2 separate regions of the Mus musculus genome follow, and region 1 is linked to region 2. Evidence: chromatin contacts called from public HiChIP or PLAC-seq data. All regions are on one chromosome and are shown on one strand. Each heading gives the region's core, a stretch centred on a gene start, on an enhancer-like site or on the middle of the called end of the contact. The rest is flanking DNA. Distances are from core to core; before and after follow the strand shown.

Region 1 (2,700 bases), core at 126-2,625, 350 kb after region 2:
AGCAGAAAGAAGGCTAGGGAGGAAAGACTGTAAGAGATGGTAATGGGAGGAAAGACTAAAAGATGGTAATGGGAGGAAAGACTGTAAGAGATGGTAATGGGAGGAAAGACTGTAAGAGATGGTAATGGGAGGAAAGACTGTAAGAGATGGTAATGGGAGGAAAGACTGTAAGAGATGGTAATGGGAGGAAAGACTGTAAGAGATGGTAATGGGAGGAAAGACTGTAAGAGATGGTAATGGGAGGAAAGACTGTAAGAGATGGTAATGGGAGGAAAGACTGTAAGAGATGGTAATGGGAGGAAAGACTGTAAGAGATGGTAATGGGAGGAAAGACTGTAAGAGATGGTAATGGGAGGAAAGACTGTAAGAGATGGTAATGGTATGGGAGGAAAGATAGTAATGGGGGTGACCGTGATCAGAGGACAGCAGGTGAAGCCGTGAATAGTTCACAATGAAACTAGTTATTTTTATTTTGTGTGATTAACATACACTAACTTTAAATAAATGAGGCAAACTACAGATCTCGTACTTGCTCTGAATAGTCTGTTTCTTACCTGTGATATTTTTTTACTCACTGACTATCCAAACGATACCAACCTGAACAGGGCACATCCTGGTGCAAACTGTCTTTGCATTGTTTTAAGTCCTGGAAATAAACTGTTCATCTTGTTACAAGAATATACTTCTACAAGACTGTTGTGGGTAATTATAGAAATTATGCCTCTGACCTTGGAATGGCAGCTGTTTTCCTTATATCCCTATAATGATTACTATCTGTTTTTGCTTTCATAGCTGACTGTTCAGTATGTGGTAGTCTCTCCCATTCTTTTCACCGGAAATGTGTATAATCAAGATGGACACTTTCTTTCTTGTAATTATTATTGCTCTGCTAGATTTTAATTATTTATAGCTGCCAGGCATTTATTGTTTTTTTTAAAGGCCTTCCAATCCCAATCAAAATGAATAAACAATTAAAAGGAAGAAAGATTTTGCAGCCTGTCTTTTCCTTTTGATTGTGTGTGTTCTATATAACACTTAAATTATTCTTTATGAAATTAGTATATCCAGGAAACTGGAGAATTATGCTTTCGGCTGAGAGAATGGAAAACATGTTAACATTTCCTTTGTTGGGTTTCCAGGATGCCACAAGAGAATCCTAATGTGCTGCTCTCTGTGTTCTGCCCAGATCTTTTTCAGCTTATTCTAATGCCGGAGCAACAATTAAATGTTGCTTAGTCTTTCCTGTGTCCTACACCTCACTGCAAACATGTCGGCAGAGAAAGCAGACGTTTGTTATTTCTCAATATAAAACAGACCCTGCCAGGGAGCCTGCCAAACCCCATCAACCGTGACAGTCAAATCAATGCGTGTTTGGTTTAAATTTTTATTTTTGCCTTTGCTCTGCTTGCTGGGCTCTGGTATCTGTTGTCCCGTATGGCTTATCACCTTGTGCCTGACAGTTTCTGACATTGACAAGGCTTCCTGCCTACCTTTGTAATGTATATGCATGCCCATATGACTATAACAGAAAATGACATTTTGACTCAGTAAATATTTGCTTTCAGTCCACTACATCTGTTTTACAGGCTCCTTTTTCCTTTTATTCCCTTATCATTTGGGAAACCATATGTACTTCTAGCTTTTGTCTAGAAGTTACAAATCCTTGACTTGTGAGTGTTTCACCTCTCCTCTTAGGGATTTATTATGGACCCTGGGGATTTAGTTCTCTCATTAGTTTGTATCAATGCCATAACACAGAACTGAGCTTGGTCAATTGTGGAGAATGGTTATGGAGCTGTGAATATGTGTTATACCACATAGGAAATTTTCTGGTGCTGATTCTTAAAATGAACAGTTATATTTGATATTATTTTAAAGACTCTGTCCTGCAGGTGTGCACATCCATGCACGTGCGCGCACACGCGTGTGCACACACACACACACACACACACACACACATTATGGACCTACCCAGGTTCACACCTATAAACCTAGGACACAGCAGGAAGTTTGGCTTCAAGTACGACATGGGTAAGAGCAATACTTATTGGGGAAGGGCAGGGAAGTCATCTAGAAGCATGCTTTCAGTGCTAGGACTGACTCTCGCACTGCTATTGAATACTGATGTTCTGTAGTTTTGGCTTCTTGGTTGGAATCTCTAATTTTCAGTGATTAATAATAAAGCTTTAGAAAAGCTATTTTCCTTTCCTTGGAATAAGTGTCTGAATACTGGAATTTTCCTCATGCGGTTTGTTATACTCTGATACCCTCTTCCCAGGGTTTTGAGTTATATAATCATGTTTAACTGTTAGTATTTCATCTTTTATAGACACATTTGATTTTATATTAATTTAAAACTAGTAATGATCTAAAATAGATCACCTTGTGTGTGAAAACTGACTCAGTATAACTTTAAATTTCCTTCTCAGCATACCAAGGGTTTAATGTACATTGAAAAGCCCTATCTTTGTAGAGGTATTATTTGCATTGCTTTGCTTTCTATCCCTTTAAACGGTCCACCTTTATCTCTATAAATAGAGTTGCTTCTCTTTAATGCTAAAGAAAATGATGCCCACTGAAGAAGTTAAGGAAACTTTATCCCATGAACCACTGCAGGAGTAGGCCTCCACCGCCTGAGCCTAACATGCCCCAGCAGTGGGCGCGCTGGGAAAGCAGGGAAGGGGAAGTGGGAAGTGGGAA
Region 2 (2,700 bases), core at 173-2,672:
ACAGTAGTAAAGATGCATAGAAGTGCCTATATAATAAGGAACTGCTGGTTCCAAAATGTCAGTAGGTGCCACTGTTGATATGTACAGTTAAGGAAGAAGGAAGGAGAGGTGGTGGTGGATAGCAGTTATAATGGACAAGAACTTATAAAGGAGAGAGATACAAAATACTAAGACATTTTTCTAACAGCCACACTGACCATTAAAATTGGATTTATCATTGAACAGGCAATTTGAAAGTTGTCCCAGTCAAGATGCTTAATAGATCCGATGAAACCTGCTTTTCTTTTAAAATCATTTCTTTATCTTAGGCTTCTATACTCATGCCACAGCACACATGTGAGGGCTAGAGGACAAAGTCCCAGAGGCCACTCTCCTTCTGTTATGTGGGTTCCGATGCTGAACTCAGGATTGCCAAGCTTGGCTGCAGGTGCCCTTCCATGCTGACTCATACTGCTAGACCCTTTGTTTTCAGAGTTAAAGAACCCATGGAGTAGCTCTGTCAGATGGAAATAAAGCAGCCCAGACGGTGACAGCACTTACTTAGGCAGCAGACTCAAAGGAAGTTACCAAAACCAATGTTTGACAAATACAAATATAACTCAGGACCTGCAGTATATGAACAATCTAGAAATATTTTGAATTGGTAAAGGGTAATAAATAGAAAATGGTTTTCTTTTGGGCAAGAGACATGCAGAATGCTAAACCTTGCTGACATATTTTAAGATGAAAACTGATATGAGTTAATTTAATTCAGACAGAGTTCTGCTCATTACACCCCCCAACCCCCCAACACACACACTCAGGACCGCTGGCAGTACCAGGACCGCTGGCAGTAATTTACCTAGCAGGACAGTTGCTCCTGCAGATCAAAGCAGCATTACTTAAGTGTGTCCAGAGGGCAGGTTTTAGCTCTGTGTCTTCCTCTTTATGAGAAAAGAGAGGGGAAAAAGGTTTTCTTCTTAAGAGACAAAACATATTTAACTAAATAGATCTTTTACTCAAGTCTGACACTACTCAAAAACTCATATGGCTTCTTCTAACTTTTGGGGAAGAAGCCCCTTCAGGCCCCAAATTTTCTTTAATCTGAGGGGAATAGAGAACAAAAGTGTGAAAAATAAAATAAACTCTGTCTCTTTATGTGAACAGCAACCTACTTTTCCTTCCATTAAACTTGACCATGAACCTAGGCTCCGGAGAGGACCTGGCTGAGGAGCAAGTGGTAGCAGTTGTGACAGGGCTGTGCCTTGCCTGCTTCAGCTCGTAGACCAGTAAAGCCCAACTCTGAAATCGCAGGCAATTTGTGTAGCAAGCCCCTCCTCTTCTGCAGCCCGTCTTCTCCATTGGTAAAATTCTTTTGCAGGGTCAAGTAGGGATCCCACCCCTTCTCTGTGTTTTCACTCCGAAGCCCTACACAACTTTACACCTGAATGAACGCCAAGCCTCTGGCTATATAAAGGGAACCTTGGGAAGGGATTCCACAGTCCACAGTGCAGAAGCAAGGGGGAAAGAATTAGCGGCTCCTCAGCCCAGCAAATCCTCCACTCATCATGCTTCCTCCTGCCATTCATCTCTCTCTCATTCCCCTGCTCTGCATCCTGATGAGAAACTGTTTGGCTTTTAAAAATGATGCCACAGAAATCCTTTATTCACATGTGGTTAAACCTGTCCCGGCACACCCCAGCAGCAACAGCACCCTGAATCAAGCCAGGAATGGAGGCAGGCATTTCAGTAGCACTGGACTGGATCGAAACAGTAAGTGTGTTTTACTTGTACAGATTTTTTTTTTCCTTTTGGGGAGCATCAGCTCCCACTCCTGTAGAATGCTTTTGCTGTAAACTAACGTGAACCATCTACGCTTTTGCAAAAACAATCTGGGAGCAATCTGGTGCATGTGTAGGCTGGCGTTCTTTCCTGGGTAGTGATTTTAGAGTTAATACAAATTAAGCCGGTGGCTTGATAATGCAAGCAGAGACATGGTTTATCCAGTGCCCACAGAAAAATGCATCGAGGTATTGAACTGCTGCTTTTTAAAAACTCTGCAAAAGGGAGACTTCTTTAAAGTGTGGTTCTGTGTGCAGTTTAAGTTCATGGCGTCTTACACTTTGCTAATTTCAGATCGTGCAGGAATCTGGTGAAGTGTCTAAAGGTAACTAACCGGAACTATGTATAGGGAATCACAATGGATGAAAGGAAGCTTTCAGGAAATATGGAATTGCTCACACAGATGTCTAAAATATGTCTAGTTTGGAGAGGTGTAAAGACTTGATGTCCACTGTTAAACGGGTCTATACTACAAAACGTTGGAGCATCATGGTTTTCCAAATTGTTCTTTATTCAACAGGTCAAATTGAGACAATTGTATGTTTCTGTGAAAGACTGGGTATATATTTGTAACAGGAGATTTTACATAATAGGATGCTAATGTTTGGCACAGGGAGTATTTCTTTACCCTTTTCTGTTTGCTTAATTGACATACACGTCAAGTGACTACTAGTTAGAGGGGTTCAAATTTCTTCCTCTAACTTTTGCTCTATTCTCTTCCTTTAAAAGATTTCTGTTAGTAAGGAATGTGAAGAAAGGCAGAGAAACAGTGTACAGGAAACCTTACACAAATCTCTGCCCCTCCACCTTAAACTCCATCCAACTGTGTAAAAGCGTTTTGACCTTTGAAAAGTCATACCGTATATGACTGGTCATATC

What was found. HiChIP or PLAC-seq counts read pairs in DNA pulled down with a chosen protein or histone mark.
Region 1: an H3K4me3 HiChIP or PLAC-seq map of craniofacial prominence shows a contact between it and region 2, with 6 times the contacts expected there. The contact joins the enhancer-like site here to the promoter of Sostdc1 in region 2. A contact is called at or near these places in 17 of 39 promoter capture datasets (the 3T3-L1 cell line, 3T3-L1-derived adipocytes, the C10 cell line and 11 more), 1 of 15 datasets of contacts at CTCF or cohesin (pro-B cells), 6 of 484 Hi-C or Micro-C datasets (the G1E-ER4 cell line, cortical neurons, cranial neural crest and 3 more), 5 of 115 datasets of contacts at active chromatin or transcription factors (VIP interneurons, astrocytes, craniofacial prominence and 2 more) and 3 of 9 other capture datasets (adipose tissue, embryonic stem cells and liver).

The regions. Positions count from the first base shown.
Region 1 is chr12:36,665,611-36,668,310 of GRCm38.p6, forward strand. The region is part of intron 9 of Crppa (CDP-L-ribitol pyrophosphorylase A); the gene reads left to right. Among named protein-coding and RNA genes, the nearest start is that of Mir5099, 150 kb to the right of the region's middle. Within about 2 kb of position 1,376, at least 8 of the 459 cell types and tissues checked have an H3K27ac peak or open chromatin away from gene starts, as enhancers often do. A contact at or near this core is called in craniofacial prominence and second pharyngeal arch cranial neural crest, where this site is marked.
Region 2 is chr12:36,312,747-36,315,446 of GRCm38.p6, forward strand. Sostdc1 (sclerostin domain containing 1) reads left to right here and starts at 1,423. Exons shown (of 2, transcript NM_025312.3): 1 at 1,423-1,752. The coding sequence starts at 1,548.